Regions from separate parts of the Pan troglodytes genome. Here all the other regions are linked to region 2. A link is a contact called in public Hi-C and HiChIP or PLAC-seq data. All regions are on one chromosome and are shown on one strand. Each heading gives the region's core, a stretch centred on a gene start, on an enhancer-like site or on the middle of the called end of the contact. The rest is flanking DNA. Distances are from core to core; before and after follow the strand shown.

Region 1 (3,373 bases), core at 627-3,126, 230 kb before region 2:
CTTGTGCCTGGCTCTCTTCCAAGCAGGTACACATACAACACTTTTAACCCTCACAGCTGCCGGTGAGATGGAGATCATCATCTACCCTCCTGACAGTCGAGATGACTTAGGCAAAGAGGGGTGGAGCACCTTGCTCAAGGTCACACAGCGAGTAATTGGAAAAGCTGGGATTCAAACCCAGAGCCTGTGTTCCCAATCATTAAGAACAGGGTCCTGAGAGGAGGCATCAAAGGACAGGTACCACCCATCCACTCCTCAGCAAGCACTTAGTAAGCACCTGCTGATTGAATTGCACCTAGTCCCTGCTCTTCTATGGCTTACAGTTTAGTGGGGGAAACCAGTGCTTAACTATTCTCTGAAATACAGTGCAATAAATGCTCCAGGAGAGAAGAGCTTGGTGTTGTGGGAATGCCAAACCCAGGTACTGGAGCTCAGGGGAGGCTTTCACACTAAGAGATGAAGGAAAAACCGAATTCCAAAGGCGATGTGGAGCTGGCTTACAAGAGGGTGTGGAAGGAGGGGCAGATGGAGCAGTGTGTGCTGGGGCCAAGGGAGGGGAGGCAGGAAAGTCCAGAACTCCCAGGCTCTTCAAGGACATCAGTCGTTTGAAGTTCCAGCCCACCTGGCAGCTGGAGGCCACTGCAGCTGGCAATGGGACTGGTAGGCGAGGTCAGGAAGCAGTAGCACCAAAGCAAGTGAGTGAAGTGCCAAAGACAGACCCTGGGCTGCCTCGCAGTGACAAAGACTCTGACCTTGAGCAAACTCTAGCCAGGCTCTTCTGAGCCCTCTTCTCAGCCAGGCCTCAGCCTTGCTCTAAAACACTTGCACAATCGCTAATACGGTTTCCAATACCTCAAGGCCACATCCCCAGGATGCCCCTACCCCCTTAAGGATGCCTGCCTGAGAAAACTCAAGGCTGCCCAGGGGGATTTACTGCTTGCTCCAGCCCACACCTGGAGCTAGCCTGACCACTCTTTCATAGAGCACTTACTAAGAAGTGCAATTTTGAGTTCCTTCTCTGTAACCTTTGAGATGTATATGTATCTCCTACAACCCAGGAGTGTGTTTCTCAAGGCCCTGAAAGCTATTCCTTTGAAAGTAATCATCAGGAAAGGTAAGGACCTCTGTCTCCCAGTCTCAGAGAGGATAGAATCCTAACTTTCCTAACTGCCAGCTAGCAGGCACAGCTGGTCTGATTGCATTTATACTGAACAGCCCTTTGTAATTTTTCACTTCCCTGACCCTACTGGTTCTGTTTGCCCTCCTTCCTATTCCCTCATTCTTCCCTAAAAATGCCTAGTCCGGCCAGGCATGGTGGCTCACACCTGTAATCTCAGCATTTTGGGAGGCCCAGGTGGATGGATCACCTGAAGTCAGGAGTTCGAGACCAGCCTGGCCAACATGGCAAAACCCATCTCTACTAAAAATACAAAAAATTAGCCGAGTGCGATGGCAGGTACCTGTACTCCCAGCTACTCAGGAGGCTGAGGCAGGAGAATCACTTGAGCCTGGGAGGCGGAGGTTGCAGTTAGCCGAGATCGTGCCATTGCACTCCAGCCTGGGTGACAAGAGCAAAACTCTGTCTCCAAAAAAAGAAAAAAAAAAAAAAAAAAAAAGTCCAGTCACCTCTGCACAAATTGAAGCTGAGTTCAGTTTACATTGGACTCTTCCCTATTGCAATAGTTATTACTGGTTAATGTCTGTCCTTACCACTTTAGTGTCTGGCTTTGTTTCGCTTGGACAGAATCAGATGAGAAACCAACAAACTCACTGGGCTGAATTATTTTAGCTTATGGACAGCCACAGACAGTGTGAGTACCTGTTCACACAAATCCTGAGGCCCAGCACACACTGGGCCATTCACAAAGCTCATTCAACCCCCCACGGCCCTGACACCACCAGTTTTACCTCTCTGTAGAACAAGAAACTGCTGACTCACTGAAAACAGAGCGCATTTATAAACAGGAAGCCGAGTATGTGACCACAGACATTCAGCATCTGACAGCAATTGCTGAATGTGGCAAAAAAAGAAAAAAGTTTGAACAAAAAAAAATCTGTGTCACTAAATAAGAACTCTCTAGCTCATGGAAATACAATCCTGCTATTTGATCATTTCATAAATACTTAAATAAGGGGAGTTCTCATGTGGCCAAATCTAGGCACGCTTCAAATATTTACTGAGGCCTTCGAAGGGTGTGGTTTTCCCTTTTTTTCTTACCATTCCCTCCCAAGCAGAGCAAAAAGGGTCCTTGGTGAGGCCTTCCTGGCCTATATAGAAGAGATTTGTTTTCTCTTTGAGCTCTGATAGCCTGACCGTCCCACATCAGACCTCTGTGCTGGTGCAGAGGAGGGCTCTGCCAGCAGGGCTCCCAGAGAGATGCACAAACACTGGCGTGTCAACACTCCGACATGCAGCTCTTCCTACAAAGCATTGACTGGATGGTACTGAAGCTAAAAAATGGAGACTCACTTGTATCAACCATAGTAAAGAGCCTGTAAGAGGACGCGGTTCCCCCTGCTTTCAGCAGCAATGAAGAGGCTCATTTTCCTTGGAGTTTCTTTGTTGTTGGGGGGTTGGTTGCTAGCAAACTGACCCAAGAAGGCTAATGGCCGAGGAAAAAACCAGGTGATTATTTTCTAAAAGATTATCTTCTGGGAGTCGGTGCCATTGCTGCCTTTGTCGTCAGGGTAAAGGTATCCCAGTGTTGTATGGAATCTTTCCGCTTCTCTTCTGGGGAATTGGGCATGGATAACAATAGCACAGTGCTGGGGACATAGTAAGTTCCTAATAAAGAGTAGCTAAGTGCTTTTTATGCAGAGTTTTGTCTAATCTTCACAATAACCTTAGGAGGTAAGTATTGGCAATCTGATTGGGTAAATCAATACTAAAGTCTCTACAGAAGCAGCATATTTGGGAGTATGGTCCAGGTATGCCTGGTTTCAGAATGCAGCCATTTGCCTAACTTATTGCTGACATTTTCAAGCAGGATGTGTCCTTTATATTTATACTGAATTAATTGGACATACTGATATTCAAATATACCTACAAAGTAGAAAATCTTATTTGGTAATTCATCATCAGCTTCTCACAGAGCAGCAGATAGCACTTGTTTTTCTATTATGTACCAAGAAAATGCTGTGTTGGAATTTACAAGTAGCAGTGGTTGTGTCAAAATGCCTCAGACAACATATTAATGATGCTCATAGTAACTAACTTTTATGGAGTGTTTCTTGTGTGCTGGACGGGATGTGTAAGTGCTATGATATTCAACATAGCCTCAACACAACCCCTGTGCTGTCATTGTCATTAGCTCCAATTTACAGATGAGGAATCTTGAGGCTCCAAAAGACTGTTTATAAGCAGGCTGACTCT
Region 2 (3,259 bases), core at 91-2,590:
CTGCGCCAGCACTGGGTGGCTGGCCATGTGGTTCATCCACCAGATCAGGCCCTTCCTGCGCTTAGAGATGAAGTCCTCCTCGAAGCGGCCGGTGGCCTGCTTCTCCGGCAGGTGGGGCACGGAGATGACCGGGAACTTCTCGGCCAGGCGCGCGTACAGCCAGTCGAAGTGCTTGTAGCGCCGATGCACCGGCACCTGCGTGTGCGTGGGCACCAGCTTGTAGGAGATGTAGCTCTTCATGCCCTTGAACTTGGTCTGCTTGGTGGGGTCGTCGATGGTGCACTGGAACGGGTAGGGGTTCTCCTGCCACTCGGGGCCGTAGGGCCCCAGCACCACGCACAGCTTGTCCCCGTCCTTCACGAAGCCTGACGCTTCCCCCAGCACGAAGGCCTCCCCGCCGGACTTGACGAAGGTGGAGAAGCGATTGAGGTTGCGGCTCACGGTGGCCGAGCTCTTGGCCCCGGACGGGTGGTGCTGCGGGGGGACCGAGCCGCCGCGGGAGCCCAGGGACAGGTCGGAGCGCGTGGACAGGCGGTAGCGGCCGGCTGCGCCCACACCCGCCGAAGACGAGCCGTCGAGGTCTGGGTATGCTCCGCTGCCCAGAGCGCCCGGCTCGTCCGCCACCGTGGAGCTGTCGTCCCACTCGTCGTCCCAGTCATCATCGCTGCCTTGGCTGGCCTGGTAGCCGCCGTAGAGCTGCTGAGGCGACGGCTGCAGGGCGCCCCCGCCGTACGGGAAGCCCGCGCCGGGCGGCTGGAAGGTGCTCGGAGGCGGCGCCTGCTGTGGCTGCAGCAGCGGCTGGAAGGCGTCAGGCGGCGGCTTGAAGGAGGCGGGGGGCGCGACGGGCAGGGGCTCGAAGCCCCCGGGGGGCACATTGGCGTAGCGGGCCGGGGCGCCCGGGCCGCCGTCTCCCGCCGGGCCAGGCTCGGGGGCGCGGATCACCTGCACATAGGAGGCCGGGAAGAGGCCGCGGTCGCCGCGGCTGTTGACCCCCTCGAGCCAGCCCTCGATGTCCTGCTCGCTGCACAGGCTCAGCACCTCGTGCTCTCGCAGCGAGATCTCGCCTGGGTTCTCCGACCTGAAGTCGTACAGCGCCCGGGCGCGCAGCGCCATGGTCCCGGCGCCCCGACTCCCGGCGTCCCGAGCCGAGGCCCACCTGAGGGGCCCGCGGTGCTGCTCGAGCCCTGGCGCGCGGACTGGAGCCCCGAAGGCGGCAAACCCACGCTGCCCGGACCCGCCGGTCCCGCCCTCCGCGCGGCTCCGCTCGCAGCGCCTCCACTTCCCAGCGCCGACTGCCGCGCTGGGCCGCCGCAGCCGCCGCCGGTCGGGGGCGGGGCCCGCGGCCTCCCACGTCTCCAGCTGCGCTAATCCACGGCCGAGAGCCCCTTGCCAGGCGAGAGCAAGCGATGGCCGAGCCGCCGAGCCCACCGCCCGCCTCGGCTTTGCGGCGGCCACTGCCCTCTAGTGGCCGGTGCCGCGAAGCCGGGCGCCGTAGTGAGCGCGGCTGAAGGAGGTTTCTACTCCGAAGTGAATTATCTGAGATTTCTTTAGGCTTTTAAGTTAAACATTCTCTAGAAAGTAAGTTAGCATTTGCATGCCTGATAAACGTTCCCACTCTGAGCGCTCAGTGAATGCTCCTAGAATGGCTTAACCCACTCATGTGATAAAGCATTTTGCAATGCGAATTAGTGATTGCACTAAGAAAACAGGATGCCTCCGCGGAGGAGCTGTTCACCTACGGAGCAGGCTCCCTTCCCTCTTCTGCTCAAGGAGAGGAGATTGGCAAGAACAAAGTAAGGGCCAGGGAAGGTGCTGTGATTGACAAAATTAGAAGCAAAGGATCGTGTAGAGAGGGAGGAGCTGGAGAGTTTCCAGTACAATAAATGCTCACACATTTATTACATACATGTGTCGCCTATCCTCCCATAGATATATGTAGTGCGGTGAATGAGAGCTCAAACTTCGGAGCCAGGCTTCTGAATTTCAATCTGTGTTCTGACACTACCTAGCTGTATGACCTGGAACAAGGCACTTATATCGTACCTACCTCCGGGGGTTGTTGTGGGGATTCCATCATAAAGTAATCCCTATTTTACAGATGAGGAAAGTGAAACAATATCTGGCAGGGTAAGCAGATTTGAAGGGTTTGTTGCTGCTTTTGCTGCTGTTACTGTTATTTGGGGGAAGCAAAATCCCTGGCCTCTTTCACAAAGGGAATAGGGTTACTAAATTCACAATTGCAGGGTACATGCACCAGGAAGCGTCCCAATGTTCACATTGCCACTCCTAGTAAGAGGTCAGTGACCATCCATCCATCTGTTGTCTCTATGTCTCACTATATTTATATTATTTTTAAGATAAATAGAACAAAAATCACTTCCTGAAATAATCAGCTCCAATCTATCGTTGCCTTGTTTCCTATCTTCCTTTCCTTCAGTGTATAATTTGCCCAAAGCTTTTTCTTCTCTTAATCCCCTCTTATTAAGTCTAGCCTAATTATTCCTTTGAAGACACTTCTAATTGAGGTTCTGCATTCATGTGTCATTAATTTCAGCCTGTCCTCTGACCCTTTTCAAGGAAATCTGGGAAACGGGCCAGAAGAGTGTACAATTATTCTAAGGGCTGTGGTATTGTAAGCATCTTGCACAAAAACACAAACCCACTATACCAGAATCACTCCCACAGTGTTTATCCTAATGCAAAACCTTAATTCAATTCAGTAAGCATATTCTAAATTACATTTTTAGCTGAAAATTCTGGGTTTTGACTATTCACACAGTAAGCAACAGGGCTCATTGAATTTCAATGCCAACATTTCATGTGGTCAGAAACATGAAGTCCACATTAACTAAACCTCTAGAATATGACTCATTTTACTTCTGAAAAGCTAACCTAGAATATGTAAGATAAATAAATTTAGTTTCGCCCCTTCTATTCGTTTAGTAGTTACTTTTTAGATTAGAGTTAAGTACAGTAACTTTGGGCTTATTTCAGGTGTGAAAATTCCAGGAGTTTAAGGTGATGATTTTTTACAGACTGGTTGAGCTACTCTGTAGAAATGGTGGTTGAGGAATTATTGGGTGTCCAAGGTTGTTTGTAGCACTGGGGCATGGGCGTCTGCAGGTGCTTACTTTGTAGGAGTCCAGTGGGAGGCCTCTGTGCTTGCCGCGCATCAGGCTTCCAGAAGGATGAGGACAGGCTGTCATGATGTTTGGCCCTATGGCCACTAGTGGCAGGAAAACCCCTACCTCTAGAGGGT
Region 3 (3,037 bases), core at 320-2,819, 190 kb before region 2:
CACAAAACAAATATTTCCTACTACCAAGGCTGAGACTGCCCAGTAGAAGTCGATGCAGACAAAGATCTTTCAGCAATTGTTGAAACCACTACATTGCCTCCAAAAGTGATCCTGTTAAAACAGAACTATTCATTCGGATGTAGGCTTTCTGTCACTGTGTTAGTTAGTCAATATAAATCTATTTGGTAACCGTCGGAGAGAATGGAAGTAATACAGAGAAAGATAATACAGAGTATTTATTTCCAAGGAGTTTCTTCTCTCCTGGGCTTCTGGTCAGACACCCAACCAAGCATTATGCCCACTCTAAGTGCTGTAATGGGTATGCACAAAGTGCAATTACTTAGCCATTTCCTCCACTCACATCCAGGCATTTCAGAGCTTGCACAGCCTGAATCCACAGCCTCACTCCTACAGACAGATGCTTAATGTAAACACTTAATATCCATGTGTCTGTAACAGTAATAACGTCATGAGAACCCTAAAGGCAAAAAGCCTTTAAGAAGTAGCTAGGTAGAGAGTAATAGATTTATACCATGAAAATGTGTTTAATCAGGAGTCTGAGTACATGAAAATAACATCAAATCAACCCTATCTCTAAAAATGAGAGAAAAATTAAATAAGTAAGACTGATACTTGAAATATTAGTGTTTATTAGCAGAGTTTTTAGTGTGTAAACATACCCACTCTAATTTTGTCTTGAGAATTGGATTCTGAAAAAACTGTGATCAGCACAAAGGCATGTTGATACCCTGGCACCATGAAAGCATTGAAAGGGAGAAAAATGACTGGATTGGCAAAAGTCTTGACAAGAGAGGCCAACAGAAACCAAAAGCCTTCACGATTGTAACTCAATTTGTTTTCTGAGCTCAGAAGAGAATGACACTGTGCTAGATGGATTTCAGTTGTCCTTCCAGATCTGCTCTCCACTTCTCCACACTGGCCAGCACCCTTCATGTGCTGCTCATAAAGCTGAGAGCCACAGAGGAGCACACGGGGTGAGCTGTGATGAATGATTTTCATTTACCTTTCCAGATCCTCTGTCCACCCTGCTGTGCCGATGGGCATTTATGGACCATAGCGACAAGCTCCTTTGTCCCCTGGCTTCTGGTTAGAGAGCCAATGAGATGCACGGGCAAAGACTGCATGGAGAGGGAAAAGTGAGGTTGGGGCATTGCCTGCCCTCCCTGCAGGGCTATGAGTCTCAGAGTCCATGTTCCACGATCTAAGGCCAAGCGCCCGTCAAGCAGGCAGCTCTCTTTCATAGCTTCCAGGTCCAATGACCTTCCCTCTAAGGGTGGTAATAGCACTCCATGCTTAGCAATCACTATTCCTTTTAACCCAGTACATCTTTGCAAATTAGCCCTTTTTGAAACTCTTCAGTTTCCCTCATTTGACTGCATCACTTTTTTCTCGTGGAAACCCTCACTTGGGGATTATTGTTTAGGGAGAGTTTCCCCAGTATTTTTACAGAGCTAACAGGAAGTTAATTTGCCTGCCCTTTATACAGCTCAGTTAGATCAGCTTTTGTCTGGAAAGGAGCCTTGCAGGGCTTGGCTTTGTATCCTGTTGGGATGATCATCTCTCCAGTGTGATGACTAAGGGTTGTGTCCAGTTAGTGCACTAGCAACTGAAGTTAGGAAGGCTCGGGTGGACGCTGCCAACCAGCAATCCAATCTGCCTGATGGCCAATGCTTTGACTGCTGGGAGCCTGGAGCTTTCTGAATCAGACAACTTCCAGACTTCACATGTGCTGCCAAGCACAAGGTATGAAAAAGGTTTCTTTTCTTTAGATTCTGCTTTTTCACTAAAGCTGCATCTTTATCCAATTAATTAGAGAAATGTTACTCAAAGCATAGTCTGGGGACCACTGCTGGTATGCACACTGGTGGAGCTTGCACCAGAATAAGTTCACTACGTTCCACTGACAGGCTTTTTTCTTTTTTTTTTTCTCGGTAGCAAGACTTTTTGATGACTTGTTGATTTACAATTTCATAAGCTTTTTTTCTCATCACAGATGAGGAACAGATATTTACCAACCTGGTATTTGGGTACTTGCAGTAGCACTGAATTAGAGGACTGTGACATCGGACCTAGGCAATAAACTAGGTCAGCATTTCCCATGTTGTGCTCCATGGAATCCTAATCTTGTGACAGCCTGTCTATTAAGAGGAGGAAATGCTTAGAGAGTCACAAAGGACATGACCATGTTAATGGCTCTGATAAGTCCTGCAGTTAAAGAGTGTGCTTATTTTTGTTCAGCACAGAATTTCCCATACTTGTTTAAAATGATTATGTTATGTCATGGCTATTGCCACTTGTGAAATGAGTGTTCTGTGGAACTAACACTGTTGGCAAGGAAATGCTTCAGGAAGTGCTCAGCCAGAGGATCTCTAGAGTCTCTTGGGAAGATACTTATCTTCTCAGGGCCCCTGTTTCCTTAACTATCAATTAATGTCTAACATCTGACTAGTGGTAAGCATTTTCATATGCATGTCCTCAATGAGACTCGGGTTATCCTGTGAGAAATCGTGCAGGAATGGTACATCCCAGTCCACACAGGAGTAATTGAAGGGTCAGACAGATTATGTGACTTACTCAAAGTCACACAACTTGTAAAAGGTGAAACTAGAATTTGACACTCAGGTCTTCAAATTTTAAAATCTATGATTTCCTACTATACTGCATTGAATCTTTGAGCTGGAAGGACTCTTAGTGGATAATATGTCTAATCAGGAAAGTAATACTCTAGCAAAGGAGGGATTCAATGTGAATTCAGTGCTGGTCATTTAACTTTTAGCTGAAGTTCAAACCTGTTTCTTTACATCATTTTGACATCTTCCTCTTGTTATGGTCAAAGACAGCTTTCCAATGTCCTATGCACTCACCATCTCAGGGAATGGGTCGCATTGTCATATTCGTCTTCTGAAGTGAGTAGAAGATGGCCTGCCACAAACGTTGGACCTCTGGGTTTGTTCACAGAGCAAGGCAATGACATTGGGGAGACAGGAGGGCACTCTATATTTATATTCTGTACTCC
Region 4 (3,384 bases), core at 213-2,712, 210 kb after region 2:
GGAATTCTCGTTTTGCAGCTGAGGAAACAGGTTTGGAAATTAGACTGCATACCTAAAATCACTTGGCTCATCAACCTACAGCTCCCTCTAGGGGGCTGCCTCGCCCTTATTGGTTATGTGCACATTTGGGGTGAATTCCACGGTTATCTAACAGAACTGTTTTGATAGTCCCAGGTAAACTTACGGTACGGAAATTTGTTTCTTGAGGATACAGAAAAGTGTCAAGTTAGGGGGAAAGTAAAAATTCAACTCCTAAAACATCACGTGTAGAGTCAGGCAGTCACTTCATAAAGAGTTCAGTTGATGAAGTTTCACTCTTGAAACTTTATGTATGCAAGCCCTAACTATTCATACAGGTGAGAGCATCCACCTTATCTTCCATTCTCCCTAAGCCCTGAGGGTGGGGATGGGGGGGCACTCCAATCACCTGAGCCTAAGAACATAGCCTAAGAACATGTGTCTGGCATGGTCTGGTTATTTATAGCCTAAAAAAAAAAAAAAAAAAAAAAGCCAGCTTCTTGTCCGATTCAGGCTTTCCCTCCCCAACCCCACTAGCTTAATGCGATATTGACATTACCAGGAAATGCATAAGTCCCAAATGCATCTGCTTATAGATGTTTTTACCTCTTGAAATAATACCGGGTCACAAATACTGTTGTGCTTTTTGCAGAGAGCTTCTACTGCTCATTTAATTCAGGGGCGCTGGATTTGTGCTGAGCGTAATTTGACTCCAAGCATGCAAACTGATCAACTTCTTCCCATGTGTTTGGGGAGTACAAGTGACTACTGCGACCCCTCAAATGTTTTTCTTTTCCTTTTCACGTGGAGGAAAGCGAATTCTCCGAAGACTGTTCGGCGTTCTACGCAGGGGTTGGAAGGGGGGTTCCTGAGTCACCTCTGGCTGCGCGGGGGGCCTGTGTGTACCCTCAGGGACACCAGGCTGGAATCGTCCACCTTACTTTCAAATGATAAAAGTGCGGAGGGTCTTTCTGCCCCTAAGTCGCGTACAGGATTGCCTGTTTACGGAGTACACTTTCACACACTTCTTTCCCGGTGGTGCAGTCTCGTGGCGGCAGAGCCTTTAGGAAGGCTCTGGGGGTAGACAAGATCAGTGGCGACCACGCCTCCCACGTTACAGCGCTCGCTTCCTACTGGGGGTTGGCGGGGACTCCAAGGCTCTCCAGCCCGGGAACACGGAGTTCGGCTCCGTTGTACCCAGCTGGAAAGCTGTGTAAACACAAAACTCGGGCGGCGACAGCACCAGCCGATTTTCCGCTCTCTTGGCTCTTTCTTCCGCTTGCACCGCCCCCACCCCGGCTCCTCCGCTCAGCACACAGGAACCCGCACCCCCCACCACTCCCGCGTTTCTCTCCTGCTACCGGCTGGGGCCTGCCTTTTATAGGCGCCGCAGCCAATGAGCGCGCTTCTTTCCTTCTGCCCGCCCGCCTGGCCAATCGCCGCGCCCCTTGTGTAATCTCCGGCTAGTCGGCTGCTTTCGGCTATTTTCGCTGTTGCTGGCTTTTTCAGGAGCTGCTCGCTCGCAGCCAGAGACGCTGCTTTTTTTTTCCGGGTTCGGAGCCGTTCCGGATGCTTTAGGCTGCCGGATGTCTGATCTCCGGATAACTGAGGCGTTTCTGTACATGGATTATCTGGTAGGTGCAGGGCTGGGGTGGCATGTCGCCTCTCGGATCTCGGCGTGCCCGATGGCCCCCTGCCTTGAGGAGCAGCCTTTTTGCTTTCTTTCTTTGGGATAGGATGCCTCTGGGGTTCTTTCTCCCGCAGTCGGCTCGTAAGCCTTTCCCTGGACTCGGAGGGGCAGCCTCCAGGGCGGTGGGTGGTGGAGCTGACAGGTAAAGGTGCGGCCTGGGCCAGCACGGCTGCAGGGCGAGGGTCGCGCTGGGGCTGCTTGAGAGATGGGGCGGCCGCGGCGGCGCGTCCCCTGCCCGCGATCGGCTTCCTGGCTTCCCTCTGCGCTCTCCGCAGAGGACTTTCTTTCCGGGGGAGCAGGAGTTTTCCGCTCTCCCTGGAGCAGAACTCCAGGTGCTATTAAAGAGCCATAACCAGAATGGCTCACTAAGTGCCCAGCAGCCCTGGTCATTTGATTGTTATTAAATCTCTAAAGCTATGACCTCGGTCGTGGCGGGGTTTTAAAAGCACATTACCATAAAGCAGACGGGTCTAAACTACCTCGCAGGCTGGCACGAACAGGACTGAGTAGGGACAGGTATAGCCCCACCATTCCGGTCTTGGGTGCGTGCCGCGGTTCCACTGTGCACGGATTGGAACCCGGCTGTTTAGGCCAGGCTTGTGCTGAGAAGTTTAGGTGGGAAAAGTGTCAGCACAGTGCTGGGACCGAACATCATTTTAAAAATGGACTTCTATGTGTGTCTTTGTGGAATTATGCGAGCACCATGTTTTGTTCCAGAAATTATATTTCCCCAGAGTTGCTTGTTTGCGTTTAAGGGGATCCTCATTTACAGAGACTTGTGTTCGATCCTATACGATTATTGTGTTTACCATGTTGGGCAGAACCGCTATTGCCATCCAGAGTTGAAGTAGACGGTTAGAAACATTGACCCTCCTGTCATCTTGTTGGACACATGCACTCGGTTTTCGACTGCAGATTGGCCTGGCAGAGATTTGCCAGTGCCTTCTAGGAATTACACTTAAGGCTGTACTGAGAAAATCTGTGCGTGCTTTGATGGCCAAGAAACGCCGGACCGGCTTTGTGCTGTCATCTGTGTATTTGGGCTTATTTTAGTGTACATAAAGAAAATGTTTCTCCTAATGCTTCAGAGCTTGATGGTCTTGTGGGAAAGGATGGTGACTACAGTTAATGCATGGCCTTGTGAATGGAGCTGGATCTAAAATTCTGAGTTCAAGTTCTGTTTTGTTGTTCATTTGTTGATGGCAGTAACTTCCTTTATCTTTGTGATAAAGGGATATTATTCACTCAGTACTGTAGCTGGTTAAGGGGATTATCTGATTATGAACATTCTTCACAATACAAGGTGCCCTGTAAGTTAAGAGAGCTGCCAAAGTGTCCAGAAGATTATTTTCTAAGTTAAATAACTGGTTTAATTTGTAATTTATCTTATAAAATACAATACATGGTTTTTGTCTTGCAGTCTGCCTAAATTAAAGCGAAAGTTTGTTGGGATAATTACCAAGTAGGAAAGGGTGACATTGCCTGTACTACTAAAAGCTAATTTTGAATACTTAAATAGTTCTTAAAAAAGAAAATCAGGTGGTTCTGACATTTTATTATTTTCTTTATTTACCGGATGTGTTTTAAATTTATAAATTGCATCACAAAGCTGTCTTTGAGGTGCCAAACCTATCAAAATGCTTAGTGAAAACAAAATTGATAACTCTGGTTAATTA

The links. A called contact is a pair of places that touch in the nucleus more often than the background predicts. HiChIP or PLAC-seq counts read pairs in DNA pulled down with a chosen protein or histone mark.
Region 1: a contact with region 2 is called in a Hi-C map of induced pluripotent stem cells, with 3 times the contacts expected there. The contact joins the enhancer-like site here to the promoter of SNX18 in region 2. A contact is called at or near these places in 2 of 7 Hi-C or Micro-C datasets (blood and induced pluripotent stem cells) and 1 of 1 datasets of contacts at active chromatin or transcription factors (stem cell-derived excitatory neurons).
Region 3: a Hi-C map of stem cell-derived neural progenitor cells shows a contact between it and region 2, with 3 times the contacts expected there. The contact joins the enhancer-like site here to the promoter of SNX18 in region 2. A contact is called at or near these places in 1 of 7 Hi-C or Micro-C datasets (stem cell-derived neural progenitor cells) and 1 of 1 datasets of contacts at active chromatin or transcription factors (stem cell-derived excitatory neurons).
Region 4: an H3K4me3 HiChIP or PLAC-seq map of stem cell-derived excitatory neurons shows a contact between it and region 2, with 3 times the contacts expected there. The contact joins the promoter of ARL15 here to the promoter of SNX18 in region 2. A contact is called at or near these places in 1 of 7 Hi-C or Micro-C datasets (stem cell-derived neural progenitor cells) and 1 of 1 datasets of contacts at active chromatin or transcription factors (stem cell-derived excitatory neurons).

Annotation. Positions count from the first base shown.
Region 1 is chr4:59,913,280-59,916,652 of NHGRI_mPanTro3-v2.0_pri, forward strand. No RefSeq gene overlaps it. Among named protein-coding and RNA genes, the nearest start is that of SNX18, 230 kb to the right of the region's middle. Within about 2 kb of position 1,877, at least 11 of the 24 cell types and tissues checked have an H3K27ac peak or open chromatin away from gene starts, as enhancers often do. A contact at or near this core is called in induced pluripotent stem cells, where this site is marked.
Region 2 is chr4:60,138,903-60,142,161 of NHGRI_mPanTro3-v2.0_pri, forward strand. SNX18 (sorting nexin 18) reads right to left here and starts at 1,341. Exons shown (of 4, transcript XR_008547992.2): 1 at 1-1,341.
Region 3 is chr4:59,953,017-59,956,053 of NHGRI_mPanTro3-v2.0_pri, forward strand. All of the region lies in intron 2 of LOC104006450 (a long non-coding RNA gene), which reads left to right. LOC104006451 (a long non-coding RNA gene) reads right to left here. Exons shown (of 3, transcript XR_001717715.4): 2 at 2,886-3,036. Among named protein-coding and RNA genes, the nearest start is that of SNX18, 190 kb to the right of the region's middle. Within about 2 kb of position 1,570, at least 4 of the 24 cell types and tissues checked have an H3K27ac peak or open chromatin away from gene starts, as enhancers often do. A contact at or near this core is called in stem cell-derived neural progenitor cells, where this site is marked.
Region 4 is chr4:60,346,658-60,350,041 of NHGRI_mPanTro3-v2.0_pri, forward strand. It overlaps ARL15 (ADP ribosylation factor like GTPase 15), which reads left to right and starts at 1,463. Exons shown (of 5, transcript XM_054684369.2): 1 at 1,463-1,652. The coding sequence starts at 1,605. LOC129143971 (a long non-coding RNA gene) reads right to left here and starts at 1,348. Exons shown (of 4, transcript XR_008547995.2): 1 at 625-1,348.